Linked DNA regions of Sus scrofa: regions 1 and 2 are each linked to region 3. A link is a contact called in public promoter capture Hi-C data. All regions are on one chromosome and are shown on one strand. Each heading gives the region's core, a stretch centred on a gene start, on an enhancer-like site or on the middle of the called end of the contact. The rest is flanking DNA. Distances are from core to core; before and after follow the strand shown. Region 1 holds the start of ACTR1A (alpha-centractin). Region 2 holds the start of CUEDC2 (CUE domain-containing protein 2). Region 3 holds the start of NOLC1 (nucleolar and coiled-body phosphoprotein 1).

Region 1 (4,647 bases), core at 60-2,559, 340 kb after region 3:
ATGGAGGGACTTAGAAGAGGAACAGAAAGGTATCAACCCAACCTTTCCGTGGAAAGACAGAAATTCAGTTTTATACAACTGCTTCTCTCCGCCAAAAATAAGAGCAGTATTTAGATTCTTTCCATTTGTCACTATTGATGCACCTGCATGGGTACTAGCAAGAAGAATAGCGGATAAAGCACTGGATTTAGGGCACCACTACTGTGCGACCTTGGGCTCACTTCACCTCTTCGCGCTTCAGTTTTCTCATTCGTAAAACGAGGATCAAACGTCCTGCTTTAACTATCCACCTCAAATTGGTGAGGATCCAATTTGAATGCATGTGAAACCCCTGTGTAAGCGCTACAGCGCCTGGCAAATACGTTTAGTTATTTTTTTTTCCACAGCAACTAGGCGTTTCGAAGAGAAAGGTAACCCCCTACTTGCTTTGTCACTCCCCTTTCTTCTCAACATTTATTAACGTTGTAATTTAAAATCACAGAAATAACTGAAATCCTAAGGCCATTTCTGGCACCACACATTCGAGCCCCACCCAAACATACCGCCAAGCCGCGGGCCCGTCTGGGGACCGAAGGAAGCTTAGCCCTTCTCCACTCCCGGGCGGGCCCTAGCGGGTCAGGCCCCACCACTCCGAGGCCCCGAAACCAATCCCCACGGCCCTCGAGCGCCGCCCCGCCCCTTAAAGGGGGGAAATACTATGGCGGCCGGGAAGAAAGGCAGGAGAGCGAGCCAATCACTGCAGAGGGCTGCCCTCATCCGGCAAGGCCCAGAGGCGGGGTCATTGGCCAAGATGGACAGCCAGAACAGCCTATAGAGTTATCGGAAGCTGGGACGGGGCGGACGCCGGGCTCTCACAGAGAGGTTAAGGCCCCTCTAGCCAGGGGCCCAAGGACCCGGCTCGGACTATAACCCTTCCCTTTATCCATCCCAGGGTTCTCCATCCCATGCTTGATGGCCGGCTGGCCCGCCCTGCCTGTGGATTACGGGTCGGGGGAGGAAGGAGGCGGCGGCGGCTGAACCCGCCTGACAGGCCGGGCCAGTGACAAAGAACCGGCGGCCCAGGCTGAAACCCGGGAAGCGATCCCTTCGAGGAGGAGAGCATAAGTCCCTCTAGGGGGATGCAACTCACGTTGTCGATCACGACAGGCTGGTTGGCGATCACATCGTAGGACTCCATGGCAGAGGAATCTCTCCTTCCGAGGAAGGAACTGCCAGACCGGTCTGCCGCTAACGCCACTGAAACGCATGCGCAGTCTGGCCTCCAGTACCGGACGGCCAGGGAGCGGCCCGACCTCGCTTTCGAAGAACTACAATACCCAGAAGGCTCTGCATTGTATTTAGCTGCTTCGGAGCCCCGCCTAGTGTAAGTGACACGGCATCGCGTTTCCGGCGCACGGTGTGTTGGGCTTTGTAGTCTCTATAGATTAAATAGAAAGGGACGCTGATTGCATTGCCTACCAGAATCTGTAGTCCATTGGGAGGGATTCCCAGTGCCTCCTGAAGTATGTAGTATTTGTCTGTAGTTCGGTTTGGATTGATCAGTAACTTGTGGATGTTTGGCTTTTACAGATCAGTCCTGCCACTCTCCACCACTTCCCCTGGACAACGTAAGGTTGCCATATTTTTATATGGGTCTATAAGACATTAACAAACATATATCATGGAGTTCCCATCGTGGCGCAGTGGTTAACGAATCCGACTAGGAACCATGAGGTTGCGGGTTCGATCCCTGCCCTTGCTCAGTGGGTTAACGATCCAGCGTTGCCGTGAGCTGTGGTGTAGGTCGCAGACGCGGCTCGGATCCCGCGTTGCTGTGGCTCTGGCGTAGGCCGGTGGCTACAGCTCTGATTGGACCCCTAGCCTGGGAACCTCCATATGCCGCGGGAGCGGCCCAAGAAATAGCAACAACAACAACAAAAAAAAAGCCAAAAAAAAAAAAAAAAAAAAAAAAAAAAACAAACATATATCACTATAGCACTCTAATAAAAGTAACTTCTAATACACACAAATACACAGGGAGGAACATATTCAGAGAATAGAGGAAAGTAGTTTAAATTACATAAAATTTGCTTTTGCGGTAAAAGAACATTTTTGTTGATTTTTGCATTTTTTTCCTGGATAGTTGTAATGCAACATGCTAACATTGATCTAAAGACTGGCATTTGGCGCTACTGGTATAGATGATATTTTGGCCATTAAAACGACGTTCATCTTCCAGCTTCAGGAACTGCTCTAGCATATCTTTAATTTTCATAAGGATTCACATTGATGAATGAGAAAATGGAAGCGAAAAGAGGTTCTATTTTTTTCTTCCTTTCTTTTTTTTTTTTTTGGTCTTTTCAGCGCCGCACTCGCGGCATGTGAACGTTCCCAGGCTGGGGGTTGAATTGGAGCTGTAGCTGCCAGCCTATTTCACAGCCACAGCAACCCAGGATCCGAGCCCAGTCTGTGATCTACGCCACAGCTCACGGCAACACCAGATCCTTAACCCACTGACCAAGGTCAGGGATCGAACCCGAGTCCTCATGGATACTAGTCGGGCTCGTTAACCAGTGAGCCACGACGGGAACTCCATCACTGCTTTCTAATTGAGCCCAGTGTCTAGAGTATTTCCTCCCGCCCTTCAAGTTGCAAGGACCCTTTAGTTAATAGTCCTGACCCTTTAGTCAGGATATTTAATCGATCCTAATTTATCTAAGTCCTGTTACTTTCTAGCAGAAATTCAAAATAGATATTTCAACATATGACCCTCGAGTTTGGCGGTGTTGGTGTCAATCTGGTCAATGGACATTCAAAGACGGTAGGAAACATTCAGATTTTTACTGTTAAAACTAATGCTACACGAACGAATGAATCAATCCATTGCCAGATTTGTTTAACAATCCTTCTTAGAGTGACCGCAGAACAATTACAAGCCCTTTACCCACGCACTTCCCAGCGCTTTGGTGCGACCCTAGCACCTCAGAAAGACGCGCCAGCATCTCTATTTAAACCTGAGTTCCTCCTAACACTAGGGGAGGCCAAGAGCTTCGGGACACCCCTTAAACAGGGAGAGGGAGGCGGGACCTATTGTCAAGTCACGCCTTTCCCACCTGTGACTGGCAAAGATACTAGCCAATGGATGTCGGAATAGGGCGCGCCGCCGCCCCGCCCCCCTGAGCGCCCCGCGGCCCCCGAGGCACCCTCTGGCCGTCGCTTGCCTGGGCGGACGGTGCGCCTTGCGCAGGCGCGGAGCTTAGACCTCGCTGCAGCCCCCATCGCCTCCGGGAGTCGCACCCAGGGAGTCCGCCTGCTGGCGCGTCAGCGCTCTCCCCGTCGTCTGCCCTCCCCGGTCCCCCCAGCGCCCTACGCGCCCCGATGGCGGAGTTGCGGCCTAGCGGTGCCCCCGGCCCCGCTGCGCCCCCGGCCCCTGGCCCTACTGCCCTCCGGCCTTCGCCTCTCTCTTCCCCCCGGGACTGCACGCCATCTACGGAGAGTGCCGCCGCCTTTACCCTGACCAGCCGAACCCGCTCCAGGTTACCGCTATCGTCAAGTACTGGTATGTCTTGGGCCGTGGGGAGATGGACAGGGGCGGGCTGGGAAGGGTTAAAGCGCCGAGGGCGAAGTAGTTTGCGGGGAAGAGGAGGGGGAAGGAGAATGGTTAAAGCACTTGGAAGGAGGGCTTCCTGCTGAGAGGGAAGAAGTTAAGGCTCAAGTTAGGAATGGGGACAAAGGGGTTAACGAAGCCTTTGGGTAGCGAAGGGTTAACGAGGGGGGTGGATGCAGGGTAAACTGGGATTAGGAGAATAGAGTGAATTGGGGTGTGGGTAGGAGCAGGGGGGCGCATACGACAGGAGAGAGGGAACTGTAAACGTGGTGAAAGGAGGGGGCGCCTGTAGGGGGTCATTAGAGGGCGAGGGGAAGCCCGGGCGGGGTGGGGGGCGGCTGAAGTGGGATGAGGGAGGCGAGGCGGGGCCTGGGGAGCATCTGAGAAGGCTTTGGAGCAGCGCGGCTGGAGGAGCTCAGAGGGCAGGAGACTGCATAGGGTAGGGGCGGGTGTGGGTCTGTGGCTTAGGAGGGGAGCAAGTTGTGAGCATTGCGCTTGCGAAGGGATGAGGAGGAGGTCTCCTTTTGATTCCTTCCCTATGAGCTCAGACATCATATCAGTGCAGTGCTTTAGCGTTTGAAGTTTGGCGGAGAAACTTTTCCTGATAAACTTTGTGCTTACTCTGCATAGTTCTCTTTCTCCATGCAGAGCTTCCTCTGGGTTCCGCAGCTGCTTTGCTTTAGGTCACTGGCTAGCACAGAGGCAGGCAGGGTCAAGGGAGATCCATGGTTTGGCTCAGAATCGAAGGAGCCTGCAGTAAATGGTGAAGAGCTGGGACTTGGACAGGGAGGATCCTGCAGTGGGATATTAAGAGGAGCTTTGTGGCCCCCCGCTTCAAGATTTAGGTAGTAGTTCCTCAGGGAAGCTGAGAGTAACCCTCAAGCAGCTCTGTTAAGACCAGACCTGTGTTCAGACGGGCTGCCCCTGGGATGGGAATGGTCTTTTCTCATTTAACATTCCTGTTTGCAACCTGTCTCTTCCTGCTGCCTCTGGGCAAAACAGGTGTTATGAGGACTCTGGAAAAGAGCCTGTCTTCCTGGTCTTTCTGGACCAAAAGTTGA
Region 2 (4,396 bases), core at 309-2,808, 290 kb after region 3:
GCCTATGCCAGAGCCACAGCAACACCAGATCTGAGCCACGTCTGCGAGCTACACCACAGTTCACGGCAACACCGGATCCTTAACCCACTGAGCAAGGCCAGGGATCGAACCCGCAACTTCATGGTTCCTAGTAGGATTCATTTCCACTGCACCATGAGGGGAGCTCCCCAATGAGATTTTTCAAATTCTAAATATGGACCACAGAACCCCGGGGCCTCCAAATCACGATTCTCTGGTTAGTGGCACATGTGAAATGTGTCTGTCATCCTGTCATGAGTCCTGTTTAAACACCTCTGATGATGGTAGTAATATTTAGTATTTATCAACTCTTTACAATCTGCCAGGGATTGTTCTATGCACTTTACATGTATTAACACCTAATCCTCACAATTACCCTAAAATTTAGATAGTAATATATCATATTATCCCATTTACACAAAAAGAAACAGAGGCACTGAGGGTCACAAAGTAAGTTAATGGCAGAGTTATACCAAGGCAGAACCCTCCTTGTTAACCACTATACTACACCACCTCTCAATGCAAACGGTCTCTCCTCAGCCTATATTCTGATCTTTCTCTCCTGCTTGTCTGGCCCTCTTGCCTACCTCAAGAATCTGTTCTTTCTCCCCACTCAGAATGTCTTTCCCTTTGCCTCTCACTCGGCAGGACTCACTTCCTCCCTGCAGTCAACCCTACTGCCCTATCCTCATTGCCTGAGAACATCCCCAGGACCAGGCACAGGCCTGGACTCTCCAGATGCTCCAAATAGAACCCTTGGGCAAAATGAAGTTAGACTAGGGGAAGGAGTACCATACTGTTCCCTTGGGGTGGGGAGGTGCCCAAGGTGGAGGGAGAGCACAAGGCGGTTTGGTAGGAGGAGTCCTGGAAGCAGCGTGGAAGAAGTCCTGGGGCATTCAGAGGGTCTAGAAACGAGGTCTTCACTGCTTTTCCCAGCCCCTGTGAAACCCAGCTCCTGGGGTCCTAGTCTCATAACACAGGTTCCAGACGACATCTCCTGACTCTCAAGTTAGGTCTTAGAGGTGCCAAGGACACCAAGGGGTATACAAGGGATTCCGGTATTCAAAGTCAGGCTGCAGTACAGGAAGTGGGATGATGGCCGACCCCTGAAGCAAGAGCTCCCTAAACAAGAGAGCAGTGTACCCGTAAGGGTCCAGAATAGCGGACCCGAGGGCAATGGGATGCGGTTGAGGCCCTGGGGACATATGAGGAGGGAGGCCCGAGCAAGCTGGGATGTGCCTTGATACAGGCCACAGCGAGAATCAGAGATGGGGGTCCGGCGGTCCCCGGGGGTACCGTGGGGAGACACACCGGACAGGTACCCTGGGTCAATGCTCTCCGAGACTCTCCTAGCCCTGGGTTGGGGCCTGGAGGGGAAATCACCTGCTCCGTCGGGCGCCGCCGGCGACTTGTCCCGCACGATGCAGCTCTCATCCCCCAGCCCCACCAACGAGATCAAAGGCGGGGCCCAGAGCGGTGTTTTTACACTAGCGCTGTGGTAGCCATTTTTAAGAAGGGCATTGCCCACAACTGGGCGGAGCTTCTGCACTCCCTTTCATTTGTCTCACGAATTTGGACGGGCTCCTGCGGCGACCATTTTTGTTGAGGGTAGGGAGGAGCTAAGCGTGGAGGTCCCGCCAGTGGGTGGAGTCTCAGCGACTGATTGAATCCGCGCCTACTTCCTTGTCAGCGGCGGGAGATGGAGAACATTTTGACCCCACCCAGTGTCTTCCCATCTGCAGTATTTCCTCGCCCCCAAGTCTCCGCCCTCAAGTCCTATAGCTACCCCACCACCACCCTTCTCTTTGTCTCTCCCGTCCTTCCACCCATGGAAAGACTCGTGGCTTCCCGGTTGGTTCTGGTGGCCCTGCACCTAGACCTGGTGTTCTTCCCCAAATCCCAGGGTCTCTCCCCTTTCGTGTCCAGTCCAGGTTCAAGCCCTGTCACCCATCGACTCCTAGGTCCTGACTTCCCCACCATATCTGTCTCCTTTGCATTCCCTTAACAGCGATGTCTCCCCAAGGTTAGGGTGTCTTCAGGGCTAGGAGCCTGTTTTGGAAAGGGGTGAGGAGGTGCTCTGAGTGAGGATCCACCTGAGCCCAGATCCAGGGTAGCCTGCAGGCCATGCCCACCCCCAGTGCCTTCATGCCTCTGTTGGCTGGGCTTCTCATATAGCACAGGACAGCTGAACGCCAGTACCCGGTAAGGCCTCAGCTTCCTCTTTCTGCTCCTGCTGCCACAGCTTCACTGTGCTACCCTATGGGGAAGCCCACAGCCTTCTCTCTCAGGAACCCTTCAGTGGTCATGAGGGTGAGTTCCCTTCAAGGATAAACTAGTGCATCACCAATCAGCAGGGATGAGTTCTTTTTCAGGGCTAGTCCCCTTGTGGGGTACTGGCGACCCAGAGACTGTTCTTACCCTCAGGAGCTCACAGTCCAAGGTAAAAAGTCCCATTCTCTCTTCCCTAAGGACAGAGGTGGTGCCAAAGCATGGAGAAAAAAGAGATCACTGCTCCTCTTCCAGTCCTGCTCCTCACTGCAATCTCCCACCTCCCCGCAGGATCCTCTGGCCTCAAAGTCAGCAAGATGTTGGTTGCTGGGGAGAGAGGCAGGAAAGGGGAGGCAGGAAGGAAGGAGGGAGCACCTTTGGCCTCATGTCTCCCATAAAAGCGCTGCTGCTGCCAGCCTGGCACTGCGGGGGTTAATGAAGGGTCGGGTGACAACCACTTTGAACTCTAGCCAAGCAGGCCCCTGGGAAGGGGGTGATGGGTAGCTGCCAGCCCTCTATAGATGTGGCCATTCTTCCCCTCCCCCAGCTCCCATCCCCCGCTTCCCCTTCATTGCACAACACTGATGACTCTTCTCTCCCTACCATCCCCATTACGGGAATTTTCAGGTTTCCTCAATAGAGTTGTCCCTAGTCCTGGCCCAAGACCCTTGTGGCCATCCCTGAGGCTGACTGTACCTTTCCCTCCCCCACCTTCTGTCTCTTGAATGGCATTTGGATGTAGCTACATATTATCATTGGAAAGACCTTCCTGAGCTTTCCTTTCTGGGAAGGATGATGGGAAGGACCTCTTGGGGGGGGCCCTCAATTCCCAGCTCAAACTCTGGGGGAAGGGTCTCAACTCTGTGCAGCAAGGGTAAAGTTCTGGAGTCAGAGGACAGAGGGTGGCCTGAGGAGAAGGAGCACCACAGACACAATGACACACAAACGGTAAGACAGAGGCTCCAACAGGAATCCTTAGGAGTTCCCGTCGTGGCGCAATGGTTAACGAATCCGACTAGGAACCATGAGGTTGTGGGTTTGATCCCTGGCCTTGCTCAGTGGCTTAAGGATCCGGTGTTGCCGTGAGCTGTGGTGTAGGTCGCAGACAAGGCTCGGATCCCAAGTTGCTGTGGCTCTGGCGTAGGCTGGTGGCTACAGCTCCAACTGGACCCCTAGCCTGGGAATCTCCATATTCCACAGGAGCAGCCTAAGAAATGGCAAAAAGACAAAAAGCAAAACAAAACAAAAACAGGAATGCTTGTCCTGCTCAGCATTCCATAGCTGGTTGAAATTTAAGTCCCTTCAGGTCTCAATGTCTCTCTCTCCAGGATGGGAACAAATTCCACCTACACTTTGGATGCTGCTTGAAGCCACAAGGGGTGAAAGGAGATGGAATGATACCTCCTCTCTCCCCATTCTGTCAAACGAATTTTGCAGCTGATGCTGCGTCCCCTCAGCTGATGGGAAAGTTAGAAGCCTCTGTTGAAGCTTCCTCTAGCATATCAATTCCCCAACATCCAACCTCAGAATGAGGAATTGGGCTCGTACTAGGCATAAAGGGCCTATTTCCCAGACATTAAGAGCAGAGAAAGGACCCAGCTGGCTGGTCTCAGGGGGTGGGAAGGATTCATTCAGACACTGAGGTAAGGAAGGGGATGCTTGGAAGGATGGGGGGGTAAGTAGGGGGTCTCTGCTTTTTATCTTGCTCTTGCTTGAGGTCAGAAAGGGTTCTCTGGGCAGGGTGCCCGGCCCTCCCACACCTTCCTCCTTTCTCAGAAGAACCAGGATGGGGCGGGGGCGGGAGTTGGCTGGGGCGGGTGGGGGCCCTATTTAAGAAGCACTCTCTGGGAGCATCTCTGCAGATCCAGCTCCAGGAGGGAGAGAAGAGGCTTCATGGGTAAGTGCGGCCCCTTTCTCTCAACTCAAGCAGGGTGGGGGTAGGGTGGCTCCTGATCTGCCGGCTTGCCTTTTCCTCTCTAGGGATAGACTGCCACTCTGCCCTGCACCTCAGCCCTCAGTTTAACTCTCAAGAAAGTCACTGTGTGTTTCAGGGGACTCTTTCTCATCCACTGCCCTATCTATCCCAGGTACTTCAGATCTTCACATGGGG
Region 3 (4,562 bases), core at 1,338-3,837:
GGAGGCATTTGCAGCCATTGAGAGTGGCCACAAGCTGAGGCAGGCCGATGAGCAGCCCTTTGATCTCTGCTTTGGGGGCCGCAGGCAGTTCTGCAAGAGAAGCTATTCTGATCTTGGTGAGTGGAGGGAGGCCTTTGGTATACTTCATCTCCTCCCCCAGCATGTCCCCAGCCTTTTGAGAGGGGGTTAATTGGGCAGACTTATCTTCCTCTGAAACATGAAGAGCCTCTAGGGTGGGATGAAAGGAGAATTGGGGGCTCTCCTGTCTTTTGACTTAAATCTAGGTGATTTTAGCCCCATCCATTATTGATATGAGAGGTTGCTGGCCATTTGAGGACCCTGTGATTGGGAGGTGTACTCAGAGACCTTGCTGTTTGTCTTTCTCTCCCTTTATAGACTCCAACCGGGAAGACTTTGACCCTGCTCCTGTAAAGAGCAAATTTGATTCTCTTGACTTTGACACATTGTTGAAACAGGCCCAGAAGAACCTCAGGAGGTAACCCTGGGCCCTTCTCCCCAACTCCCTTTTCTTTGGAGGTGCCCAACCTCCTCCATCCCCCTCCCCTAGTCTAGGGGAGAGAGCTGCTAGTGAGATGACTGTTTTATAAAGAAATGGAAAAAAGTGAAATAAAAATGTGTTAAATCAGATTTTTTAAAGGGTATTTGTTTTTTATAACAGGCATTGAAACACGTCAACTTGCATTCCTATGTAAGATGGATGGGGCCGAGGGGTTCTCCCAGTGTTGAGAAAATCTAATAAGTCACTATGCAGACTAATAAACATGAACTAGAGAGAACTCCCAGGTGCTGTTGTGCTTCTTTTTACGGTGCTCGTACTGCCAGACAATCACTTTTCTTCTCTGAACATAAAAGAGACATGCTTGCCTCTCTAGTTCCTAGGATCCCTCTTTGGTCAGATGCAAAAATCCTATTAGACTTCAAACTGCTCAAGGGTGTTGTTGGTAAAATCAGTCATCTAGGGCAGTGCTTCTCAAACTAAAAGGGCATTTGAATCATCTGGAGAGCTTTTTAAAAGGCAGGTTCTGGGAGTTTACTGGTGGTTCAGTGGGTTAAGGATCTGGCATTGTCACTGCAGTGGCTCAGGTTGCTGCTGTTGCATGGGTTCAATCCCTGACCCAGGAACTTCCAGGGGCTGCTGGTGTGGCCCCCAAAACAACAACAAAAAAAATGCAGATTCTGACTTATGGGGTAGGGGGTCTGATCTCTGCATTTCCATCAAGAGTATGCTGGTGCTACTGGTCCAGGAAGTAATTTTAATATCAAAGTACCCCCACACATATTCCAAATAAAGGTTTTCTAAACCGAAGCTTGTGTGTACACAGACCTTATTAGCTTGAGCCACACACAATGCTTGGTGTTCAGCAAGTGCTCAGGTGTTTAAAGAATGCATGCGGGAAGATAGATCTTTGGGGAAGAGGAATTATACCAAGGACAGGGGAGTGCCTGTTTTGATGAAGGCAAAGGAAAGGTGTGTCCCTTTAGAAAGTGGAGCCTTACTTTCCTGAAGGGCGTGAATGGGAAGTAATCGAGAGGTAGTGGATAGGACTGAAAGGATTGCTGTCTAATGTGAACTGAAACGTGATAGAATTTATTTGGCAGGCCTGGGCACTGATTGATATTTGAGTACTCATGACAGGGATTGCGTTTTTTTGTTTTTATTTTAATGGCCACACCCATGGAATATGGAAGTTCTCTGGTCAGAGATTGAATCCAAGCTGCAGCTGTAACCTATGCTACAGCTGTGGCAACACCAGATCCTAACTCAGATCCTTAAACCCCCTGTGCCACAGCAGGAACTCCTTGTTTTGTTTTTGGTTTTGCCTGTGCCCAAGGCATGCAGGACTTATCAGGCTAGGGCTTCAACTCTTGCCACAGCAGTCACAGAGCCACACTAGTGACAAGGAATCCTTAACCTGCTGAGCCTTGAGGGAACTCCAGTTGAAGGGTTTTCTAGTTTTCCCCCAGGGAGAGTACCGGGTGTGAAAGTGGAAGGGTCATTTTCAGGGTTCTAGATTTGAAGAGATTGCTGCTGTCACTCAGATTTGGTGCAAAACCGCTTTTCCCTTCATGGAACTGACTTAAGGCTGTATAAGTAAAAGAAGAAAGGCTGTCTCAAGGGCAAGTCGTAATTTTGGAAGGGGCAGTTTTGAAGATCAGCACCTCATCACTACAACGGATAATCTGAAGAATCCTGTAATGGAGATGGGAGTGCAGAGGTTGGTGTGATACCCTGAGAAAGGGCCTCCCAGGGTGTCGGAGACAGTGAAGATGAAGGGTGGGAATCCACTGGCAGCACCGATAGAAGCAGTATGGGAAGTCATGTGACCAAGCTAAAGGGAGTTCAAAGTCAGCTCGGTCTCCCCAGCCCACTCCTTACCCTGGCATCCACAAGTCAGGGGCGCAGGTAACCACCACCCCAGGAAATGTGGCTGCGGCTGAAAGGCTTAGAAAGGCTGGGCGCGAGAACTCCGGAGTTTTCCCGCCACATCTCTAGGGCGTGACCCCTTGACGTCAGGGCTCCGCCTCCACAAAGTAGCCGAAGGGCGGGCTCCGCCCTAACCAAGATGGCGACACTCGTGGGACCGGAAAGAGTTCATAGATTTCGCCTTTACCCAGCCTCCAAGGCGGGAGCGGGAAGGCCCTGCGGCGTGTGCCCGCCCCTTCCGCTGTGTCCCGCGCAGCGCGGAGGCATCACACTGGCCCGTCTCAGCCCCTCCTGTTCCGGGTTCCTGAGTCGTGTGCGTCCGCGACGGTAGTGACGCGTATTGTCCGGAGGATGGCGGACGCCGGCTTGCGCCGCGTGGTTCCTAGCGACCTGTATCCTCTCGTGCTCGGCTTTCTGCGTGATAACCAGCTCTCGGACGTGGCCAATAAGTTCGCCAAGGCAACAGGCGTTGTGAGTTCCGGGTTTGGGACATAAGGGGGGATGACCACAGGGCTCTGGGCCCTGACATGCTTAGGTTTGCAGGTAAGGAGGTCTGTGGGGTCCTCCAGCCCAGTGTTTTGGGCCTTTGTGCCGAGCTCTCGGCAGTGTCCAGAGAAACCCTGGAATGCCGGCATCTCTTCCACGAAGTCTTACTACTCAGCGACAAGCCTTGTTGCTTTTTTTGGTGAGAGGTGAGGCGGCGGCGGCGGCAGCAGCAGCGTGGGACCCGCGTGGCCTAGGTCACGTGGCTGACAATGTTGCGAGAAGGGAGCGCTGTGTCCCACCAGAGGCATTGGAGGCTCCTGGTTCCTTCTTTGTGCTTTATCTTAGCTGATGCCAAGCGTGACTTGGACCTTAACTCTCAAATTTGAAACACAAATGAAATTGCTTTAGAAATAATGAAGGCTGGGATTTTCCTTAGTAAGAAAGGGAACGAGAGTAGAGGCAGGCAGGGTTCTGCTTCTAGTTATACTGAGGTAGGCTTGAGCATCATAGCTCTTCGAGGCATAGCTGTGAGCTTGACTCTTAACTTCTGGCATCAGACAAGTCTAAGTTTGGGAACAGCCTCTGCTTAAAAAAATGTATGATCCCGGGCAGCTTGCCTAGCCTCTCTGAATCTGACTTCTGTGGCGATGTCATCATGCACTTAATAGGATTTTTGGAGTTCTCTTGGTGCGGCATGTTAAGGATCCGACACTGTCTCTGCAGCTACTTGGGTTCCTGCTGTGGTGAGGGTTTGATCCCTGGCCAGGGAACTTCTACATGCAGTGGCCGCAACCAAAAAAAAAGTTTTCGTTGCTTTGTAGGAGTTTTGTGATTTTCAGTAGCAAGATATATACTAAGTGGCAATACCAGTGCTTTGTGCTCAGGAAGCATCAGTGAATGAATGCTCTTATCTTAGTTACGGTAACTTAGGATGTTCCAAGTACAGGTAAAGGGTGATGACCAGGAATGTGAAAGGTTTGTAATCTACATCTCAAGGAAAGCTGGCATGACTACATGCAAAAACACCTTGAGAGAGGGTAGAGTGGAATGGTAATCTTGGTGGTCTTGGTCTTTGACTAGGAGGATGGACTTGTTCTTTGTGGTAGATCGAGCCTTTCCGCAGTAGGCTGGATGAAATTGGGCCTTTCAGAATCAAAAATCTTTTTTTATTTTACTTTTTTTACTTTTTTTGCTTTTTAGGGCCACGCCCATGGCATATGGAGGTTCCCAGGCTAGGGATTGAATCAGCTCCAGCTGCCAGCCTGCACCACAGGCACAGCAACTCAGGATCCGAACCGTGTCTTTGACCTACGCCACAGCAAGGCCGGATCCCCCACCCACTGAGCGAGGCCAGGGATCAAACCTGCATCCTCACGTGGGATTTCTTTCTGCTGTGGGATTTCTTTCTGCTGTGCCAGGACAGGAACTCCCTCAAAAATCTTTTTTATGTGGCAAAAGCTGATCTGTGGAGGGTAGGGTCAGATGCTAAGCTCTCTTTTTTTCTTTTTTGGCTGCCCCTCAGGCATATGGAGTTCCCTGGGCCAGGGATCAGATCCCAGCCATAGCTGGGGTAACACTGGATCCTTGACCCGCTGTGGCAGGCTGAGGTCAAACCTGTGTCCCAGCACTC

Evidence for each region. Promoter capture Hi-C pulls out the DNA fragments that hold promoters and counts their contacts.
Region 1: a contact with region 3 is called in a promoter capture Hi-C map of liver, with 5 times the contacts expected there. The contact joins the promoter of ACTR1A here to the promoter of NOLC1 in region 3. A contact is called at or near these places in 1 of 5 promoter capture datasets (liver) and 1 of 2 datasets of contacts at active chromatin or transcription factors (alveolar macrophages).
Region 2: a contact with region 3 is called in a promoter capture Hi-C map of liver, with 3 times the contacts expected there. The contact joins the promoter of CUEDC2 here to the promoter of NOLC1 in region 3. A contact is called at or near these places in 3 of 5 promoter capture datasets (fetal skeletal muscle and liver), 2 of 47 Hi-C or Micro-C datasets (heart right ventricle and liver) and 1 of 2 datasets of contacts at active chromatin or transcription factors (alveolar macrophages).

Annotation. Positions count from the first base shown.
Region 1 is chr14:113,497,485-113,502,131 of Sscrofa11.1, forward strand. It overlaps ACTR1A (alpha-centractin), which reads right to left and starts at 1,310. Exons shown (of 11, transcript XM_001928877.5): 1 at 1,130-1,310. The coding sequence starts at 1,177. SUFU (suppressor of fused homolog) reads left to right here and starts at 2,517. Exons shown (of 14, transcript XM_021072750.1): 1 at 2,517-3,418; 2 at 3,421-3,538. The coding sequence starts at 3,358.
Region 2 is chr14:113,442,085-113,446,480 of Sscrofa11.1, forward strand. CUEDC2 (CUE domain-containing protein 2) reads right to left here and starts at 1,559. Exons shown (of 9, transcript XM_003483550.4): 1 at 1,402-1,559.
Region 3 is chr14:113,152,032-113,156,593 of Sscrofa11.1, forward strand. NOLC1 (nucleolar and coiled-body phosphoprotein 1) reads left to right here and starts at 2,588. Exons shown (of 13, transcript XM_005671408.3): 1 at 2,588-2,917. The coding sequence starts at 2,798. It overlaps PPRC1 (peroxisome proliferator-activated receptor gamma coactivator-related protein 1), which reads left to right. Exons shown (of 16, transcript XM_021072738.1): 14 at 1-116; 15 at 397-496; 16 at 680-797. The coding sequence ends at 686.